2 separate regions of the Gossypium hirsutum genome follow, and region 2 is linked to region 1. The links are chromatin contacts, called in public Hi-C maps. All regions are on one chromosome and are shown on one strand. Each heading gives the region's core, a stretch centred on a gene start, on an enhancer-like site or on the middle of the called end of the contact. The rest is flanking DNA. Distances are from core to core; before and after follow the strand shown.

Region 1 (4,402 bases), core at 1,358-3,857:
AGCAGATTGTTATAAACTGTGAAATAAAAGGGTTATTGAGAGTAATGAGGAAGATGTAGCTAGTGTTAGTTTGGCCGATGAAAGTAGTAATGATTTCCTATCAATGTCAACGAGCGATAACTCTAAGCTTACGTCCAAGTGGATCCTAGATTCAGGATGTTCTTTCCGCATGTGTCCCAATAGAGAATGGTTCTCCACATATAGTTTGATTAAAGGTGGAGTTGTACGCATGGAAAACGATTCATCTAGTAAGGTAATTGGTATTGGTACTGTTAAAATTAGGATGCATGATGGGACGATTAGGACACTCTCAAATGTCAGGTATGTACTTGATTTATGAAAGAATCTCATCTCTTTGAGTATTTTAGACTTGAAAGGATGCAGAATCAACATCAAGTTGAGCGATATTAAATTATCTCGTAGAGCTCTCGTTTTGTTAAAAGGTAAAAGAACCGGCAGTCTTTATATTCTGAAAGGCTCTACAGTAACCGGTGAAATCAAACGTCCCTCGTCCGTTACGGAGTTGAAGTCAACTCATTTGGAGCAGAGGCAACTTGGTCATAGGAGGGAAAAATGTATGACCGTTTCTTTGAAGAGAGGTTTTCTTTTGGATGCAGGTTTTGAAAAGTTAGGGTACTGTGTTCGTAAAAATCAGACCCGGGTTAGTTTTGATTTGGTAGTGTAAAAGTCGAAGACTAGACGTCTTCCAGTTTCTAAGCACAGATTTCACTCAATTAATTCTCTGCATAGTTCAAGGTTCAAGATAGGCCCGTGGCGGGCTTTGGCAAAGATGGCGTTGTGGAAATATGAGTCAAGATGGAGATTTGTTAAGTATGACTCCTATTTCAGTCAAATTTGAGAAATAATCTTCCAATTAAACTATATTTATTTGTTTTAATCAAACTCTGATTAGTTTAGATTATTTTATTATTATTTGACCTATGAATTTAGCCTATAAATAAGTTTTTTTACAACCTTAAAAAATTCACCCATTAGAGATTAGAACTCATAACACTTTTAGAGAAATTTGTGTTTACGTTTTTCGGGTTTTCGGGGTTTAGTTTTTATCTCCATCTTTTGTACTCTTCGTTCTTTTTCCATTATAGTAAAACTATTTTTGCCCGTGATTTTTTTGTCCTTTTTGGAGGGGTTTTTCCACTTTAAATTTGTATGTTCAATTTCTCAATTTCTTCCGCTATTTTTACTTGTTCGTTGTTTAATCGGGTCGATCCCCAACATTAGGCAATGTGTATTTAAATACACTTAAATTTACATTCTCTCTGTTATTGCATCACATTTAAATAATAGGTAGAAGATATTAAGATGAGCAAGATATTGTCACTAGACCTTACCTAAGTCCTAACCATCCATTAACCGCCCTATTAAGAGCTTATCTTTTTGTTTTGTCCTGTTGGACCAAGCCCCTCGACTTGGGTCTTATTCATCACTCACAACTTTAAAAGGAAAACTAACACAACTACTATCATTCAACTTTTTATATAAAGAAAAAAAATAAAATGGAGAAACCAATAGAATAACACAATGTAAAGAGAAATCTGAACCGGTTAGGGTCCCCTCCCGTTATGATTTGAGAGAGAGAACTAAAGTGTTATGTTATCCAATGTTTTGGATAAAATTTTCAAATCGATATTAGATAGATTGATTATTTCATTTGGACTTTGGAGTTCAATTAACAATGATGAAATTTGGTTTCTCAACTTGAATGATGATGAGTGATAAAGAGAATGATTCTTATGTCATGCCATCACAGGGTGGAGAAAAACACTTTGATAATATAACAATCTATTTTGAGAGGAGGTTGGGTCATATCTATACTCTCTATATCACTTCTAAAAAGTATTATGAATTAGAAATTTGATTATATTTTGTTTCATTTATTCGAAAAATAAGTAAATTAGTATCTATATATTAGATCAAAGAGTAAATTAATTATTTGTATTAAAAATTTCATCCGATTTTGCTGTTAAAATTTAGTGTGGTTGATAGAATAACCAGAAGTGACACGTTGCATGCCACATATACCTCATACTGACATACAAAGACCAATTTTTATAAGCAAAAATGAATGAAATTTTTAATTGAAGGACCAAATTACTCTTTGATCTAATGTAGAAGAACTAATTTACTCATTTTTTTAATAAAATGATCAAAATATAATCTAATTTTTAATATAAATTTTTTTATAATACTTATATTTAAGTATGACTAAAATTGAGTAGAACAATTTTATAATCTAAAACTAATAAATAGAAAGAAATATTTTAGGAAATGGAAAGTGGAGAAAAGAAACCATGACTTGAAGATAAACATGAGGTAGGAAAAGCAATGTTTGACAAATTCAAAATCGGTGTGGGTTATGATAAGATTATGAAGTTATGATTACTAATAAATGTGTTTTGTAAGGGGAAATGATGTGGGTGAGATGAAAGTGAAACACTTATGCAAAAGTATGGCATTGGAAATGATAGAAGAGTAGCACAATTAAAAAACAAGCAGCTAAAAACTCCAAAGCTTAATCAGCAGATAAGATCAATAGACCCAAAACAAAAGTTGAACACGTTAAGAGCATGAAAGCGATGTACAAAGTGCCCATGTCGACGAGGGTTTTAAACCTGACTTGCATGTGCCGCCCATGCTTGCACTAGACAACCTTATTTTAGGCCTAATTTTCTTGGGGTCGAACGTAGCAAAATATTATGGGTTAGTTTAATAATGTTTTTGAAAAGTGCTTTTAAAAAATATTTTTAAGAAGTATTTTTAAAAATGTTAGTTCAAGATTTAAGTGTTTAGTATTCTTCTCAAAAAGTGATTTTAAAAAATAAAATGTTCATATTAAACATGATATTATCAAGTAACAAATATGTATTTAAATAATATTAAAATTAATTAATATTATTATATTTTAGTAAGAATATAAATTTTTTTTATAAATTGTTGTTAATATTTTAATATATGAAATAAAAATTTTAAATATTTTTAAGCAATAAATATTAATTATTTATAAAATTTAATTAGAATATATAAACTATATTTTAAATATTTAAATATAACCATTAAATATTTGTAATTAGATATTAACATATTTGTATTATTTTAAAAAATATTTTTTTATTTTTAATTAATGATTTGAACACATTTGTAATTAAACACCGAGGGAAAAAAGAAAGAATGTAAAGTATTATATTGTTGGAGGGATGAAAAAGTAATTAAATACTAAAAATACTTTTAGAAGAGGAAAAGCTAAAAGCTTTAGCTTATCCTTTTTAAAGGTGTTTTTGAAAAACAAAAAATTTCAACTTTTCTTCAAAAAGTAAATTTTTTTAATCACTACTAAACAAACCCTATATCATATTAAAAATATCTTCTTTGGATTGCACGATTTTCTTGCTAGGAGGGGTAATGTTCCTGCATTATTTTGTAACTTCAAATTTAAGGATTCTAACTATATATTTGGTTTATTGTAATAGAATAACTATTAAGTGGAAATGGACACGATATTCAGTTAATTTAATGTAATAGATAAAGAATAATAAATTATTGTTCGATAGATAAGAATGATGTTTTGGAATAGTTTAGTAATGGATGTAAAATACCTTCTTCTTTTTTTAAATTTAAAATAAAACAAATAGCAATAATCTATATAATATTTTAAAAACTAATAAAATATTTTTTAAAAATATTATTTTAAAAAATAAATTTAATAATATATATTATTTTTAAAATAATTTTTTTAAAAATATATTTACAAAAAATTAATATATAATTTTAATATGTACGTATCTTTTTTTTTTTTGAAGATTATCGGGCTGGACATTTTATTAACTTATAAAACAAAACAAAAACAAAATTGGCCCATAGATAACAGTTTGGTCCAAACCATGAAAATCGAGAACAAAAAAATGTAAAAAAAAAAAGAAACTAAAATAAAATCTTTAAAAAAATATTAAGCTACGTTTGTTTGCCAGTAAATTATTTTTCGGAAAATAATTTCTGAAAAATGATTTACTTTTCTGAAAATGATTTATTTTTCTGGTGTTTGGATGAATCTGTATAAAATATTTTCTGCTGTTTGGCAGATTTCCTGAAAATATTTTATAAAAGCTGCTTTAAATGACTAATTTGAGAACAGCAGGTGCATCAACTGTGACCACCACCTTCACCGATGGTTGATCGGACCACTTCGTAATTTCAGCAAACCTGCTCAAATGCATCCCACTCAATAATGAACAATCATACATCAATACAGAATTTGAAGGGGACAACTGCATATCTACACATTATATCTACTTTATCTCCAATACAAGACAAGCACAACATCACTGCATAGAAAAAGCTTTCATATACAATTTGATTTCCATTGAACCTATTATCAAATTTCAGC
Region 2 (4,402 bases), core at 1,154-3,653, 220 kb before region 1:
GATCTGACTACGAAGTGCAACATAAGACTCATTAAGACCCAGTTCACAATTATAGAAAGAAACTGGTACTAACATATTGTAGTCATCCCAAAGTAACTTCAACTAAGTAAAAAATACTGAAACAGAAGCAGTACCTTGAACATTAGAGGTAATTTCGTGATGAAGAAAAATAACTTGAATCCTATCAACTTTATCATAACATTCTTTCAATTCTTTCCATACTTATGCAACATTAGTGGCAAATACGATCCTAGCTGATAACTTAGTACTAACACTATTCAGAATCCATGATAAGGTAATTGCATTGTAACGGTCTCATTGTGGTTGAAAGACAGGAGGAATAGAGTCCCTTATGTAAGATCCATCAACAAAACCGAGTTTATTCTTAGCTTATAATGCAATACGCATGGAATGACTCCAAATGGCATAGTTCTCATCGTCGACCAACTGATGAGAAACCAATTAAACACCTGGTGTCTTGGAGGATGAATATAACCGGATGATTGAAATAAATAATAGTGCAAGAATCACCACCACTACTTGAAACATCTGAGATTGTGATTGGACAAACCAACAAACCAAGAAAGTTACGAGAAACAAGAGAAGAAACCAATCAATAAAGCCACGTGATATGACATGGTGAACCAAGAAACTAATTGACAGAACAGCATGAGGTAGCAGAGTGACAAGATATAATAGTGATGGTACAGAGGACCCGACTTAGTGATGATGGCAGGCAAGAAATCAAGAATACATGAAAAAAAAAATAAAAAAACCAAAAAAAATGAAAAACAAGGCAATTTTAACCTGATTTTCACCTCTGATACCATGTTGTTGCATAGTGTGTTGTCTCACTAAATAAAGTTACAATCTCTAGTTTATATAAAACTATTACTGGTGGAAATCAAATTAATTAACTACTTTAAAGCTAACTAATCACCGGTGCTAATTGCTTATATTTACAATTAACAACTTCTACAAAAGTCACAAAATTAAAAAAAAAATTAAAATAAAAAGACTAAATATCTAATTTATGCATAATATATAAAATAATAATAAGATTTAACTTCTTTTTTTTTTTTGCTAGAGCTCAAGGATAATTTTGTCTTCTTATTAACTTATATAAACTAAATGAGTTGATATCTATTTTGCCCCTTAAACTTGTTCATTTGTACCTAGTTGATCTTTTTTCTTTAGATTTTGTTGGTAGTTAAATTTGTATTTTGTCAACCAAATTGATACGATTTGTGTTTACATAGCACTGCTAACAAATTCAATGGTGTTTTACTATGTCATACAACAAACATAGATTAAAAAATAAAAAAATATTTAAAAATATAAATTAATAAAAAAACTATGTTTTTCACATTTGTTCAAATTTATTCTAATTTTTTAGAATTAAAAAAACCCTTTACATATTTTAAAATTCTATATATTTTTATTTTAAAATAATAGTATAAATAACTTAATATTTTATAAAAATAAAAAATATTTAAAATTACTAAAAACACATTTGAAATGAATTTGGGCATGGTTGTCTAAGTTCATTCTTGATGTGAAAAATTATATATATATTTTATTAATTTATATTTTTAATTTTTTTATTTGTATTTGTCACATGACATACTAGGAATCTACAACATGGCACCATTGAATTGGCTAACAGTGTCATGTTAGTACAAACTAACAATGTTAATATAGAGTACTGGCCTAATTCACTGAATACAAGTTCAAGTACCAACTAGTATCACGAGGCTATAATTTTAGTCCGCAATTCATGTGACCTTAGGCGACTTTTTGAATTTAAATCCGCCTAAATTAGCCTGACTCTGAAAGAACAATGAAAGAACAAAAAATACCACAAGAAAGCAACACACACTATGTGTTTGAGTAAATGCTCTCAAAGTATCTTTATTACTTTGAAGGTTAGAGAAAACCTCTATTTATAGTTAAGTTGCTCCAGTTCCAATGGTATAGATTAAATTACATAAATAGCTAAGATTAGTGCCTATCTATAAGATGAGAGTATTAAGAGATTTAAACTCTATACATTTTTATCCCTTAGGATTTATAATAATTACCTTGGTAAGATGTTTCACTCAAGGTTTTAAATAGATAAACTTTTCCATATGTTTCACGAATCGAGCCCATTTAAATTGATCGAATGAGCCTAATTTAATCGATTGACTTTCATTAGACTTTTTTATAAATTTGTCAAGTATTTTAATCCGCACTACATGACACTAAGTCCAAAATAATTAAAGACTTACTAGATAAAAATGTTTAAGTTAAAGGGACAAAGTAAATATTAAACCAAACGAAAAAAATAAATAAAAGAAAAAAAACATAAACGACAAAAAAGTGGCTATTTAGTTTTCCAACGTGAAATTGTTTGGTAATCTCAAAAAAATTCATTGAGTTATTCAAAGGAGTATGGGTACTTGAAATATCAAACGTCCGATTATCTAAAGATTCACAAATCACAACTTGATGATACCATCGGACGTACAGAATCTGCTTCAGACAAAGATCCCAAAGTACCCACCATCAAAACTTCCTCTTTCAACTTGGTTTCTTCTTATTTTTCCTTTAACTCTCATAATTAAAAAAAATAAATATCAAATCTCTTCTCAGTCCTCAATTCTTCTGTGCATTAACTGTACGCTTCTGTTCTTCTTTTGCAGTGCCTGTCTCTGTCTCTGTCTGAACGACACTTCTAACAGACCATCACTCCTCTCTTATCCCTTTCCTCACCATTTTTCTTAGGTTTTATTTATTGAGCCATGAATGTTCTCTAAATCTTCCCTTCTTCTTCACCTTTGTTTTGGGTGTTTCCATTTTATAAGTTTTCTTTCTTATTGAAACGTTTATCGAATTAAAGGGTGAGATATTAAAATGGAAACTTATTTAAATCCCCATTTTTTATCTTAGTTTTGTTAAAACCCCATCCAAAGCTTGAAATTTTGAGCCTACCAAGCGTTTACATCTTCAAACTATTGAGACATTATAAGCGAATTTAACTCCAAAGTTGTCAAGTTTTGAGCTTCTGGGTCTTTTCTAGAGATGTCCCACATCGATTTAGAGCAAGGAACTCACCGCCGCGACGGGAGTGACATCAGCTCCGGGGAGGCTAGCGTCTGCTTCTCGGAAGCCGACGAGGGTTCATGCTACTCTCAGTTTTATTCAACTGCAGGTGGTTCTTATGACGATTACAGCTTCGCCGAGGGAGAGATTGACGGCGGCGCTTCGGATTCCAGGAGGGTGTCGGATTGTTCAGTGGAGGCGGAGACTGAGGGAGGAGTTGCTGAAATCAAGGTGCATTTGGCCAAAGTGGAGAAAGTTTGTAGAATTTGTCATTTGGGTTTGGAAAGTAACAGCCATGAATCCGGGGTTTCTATTGAATTGGGTTGTTCTTGTAAAGATGATCTTGCTGCTGCTCATAAACTTTGCGCTGAGGCATGGTTCAAGATCAGAGGAAATAAGTAAGTGAAAACATTTCTATTGACTTGGAATTTACTCTTTCTTAATAACATTAACTACCCACTCAAGGGAACGAAGAGTTAAAATTTTTGGTTATTTTGATAAGGTGAAAAATGCATTTGATTTGCTTAATGGAGAAGAAATTAAAGTAATGCTTAAAGCTTTAAAAACTCTCCTACGATATGTTTTAAGACTAAACCGACAAATTGTTTGCTGCTAAGTGCTTTGTTTTTTTGTGATTTAGGAATCTCCTATCATTGTATGAAAGTGAAGATTTGACCTTTTTTGATGCATTCCCTTTGATTAATGATCATTGCTTGGTGGTATGCCACTTTGGAAGTTTTTTAACTAATGGTTCCCTATTATTGACATTATATGAGTGGTGCAAGTAGCTCTCTATTCTAGCCATTGGCATGTTCTGCACTTCATGCATGTCCGGATTTATGTAATGTTTTGTCGAAACAACTATTGATGCAATAACTATGCATAAAACTGTTATCATGGCAGATGAACATGGCTTCATTATATATATAATTGATGATATTGATAATTCAAGTCTGCTTAATTGTTTCAGGACTTGCGAGATTTGTCATTCTATTGCACGCAATGTAGTTGGAGTGAACGAGGGTACCGATCAATCGAACGACACCAACAGTTCCACGACAACAGCTACAGTCCCAGGACCAGCAGCTCATACAGACACTCCAAGTTTCTGGCATGGCCACCGCATCCTCAATTTTCTCCTTGCTTGCATGGTATTTGCATTTGTGATATCATGGCTCTTTCACTTCAATATGCCATCATCCTAAAATTCGGTACCACATGTTCTTGAACAAAATCGAACGAATGAAACGGAGATGAATAATAATATAGTCTTAGAGAGTTCAATATACCCAATATATTAAAAATAAAAATTTGAAAA

Evidence for each region. A called contact is a pair of places that touch in the nucleus more often than the background predicts.
Region 2: a Hi-C map of leaf shows a contact between it and region 1, with 2.2 times the contacts expected there. The contact joins the promoter of LOC107948846 here to the enhancer-like site in region 1. A contact is called at or near these places in 2 of 34 Hi-C or Micro-C datasets (both in leaf).

Annotation. Positions count from the first base shown.
Region 1 is chrA04:74,817,811-74,822,212 of Gossypium_hirsutum_v2.1, reverse strand. It overlaps LOC107948836 (a long non-coding RNA gene), which reads right to left. Exons shown (of 2, transcript XR_005925677.1): 2 at 4,388-4,402. Among protein-coding and RNA genes, the nearest start is that of LOC107948836, 4.4 kb to the right of the region's middle. Within about 2 kb of position 2,607, at least 2 of the 9 cell types and tissues checked have an H3K27ac peak or open chromatin away from gene starts, as enhancers often do. A contact at or near this core is called in leaf, where this site is marked.
Region 2 is chrA04:75,035,110-75,039,511 of Gossypium_hirsutum_v2.1, reverse strand. LOC107948846 reads left to right here and starts at 2,403. Exons shown (of 2, transcript XM_016883495.2): 1 at 2,403-3,482; 2 at 4,055-4,402. The coding sequence starts at 3,064. The coding sequence ends at 4,289.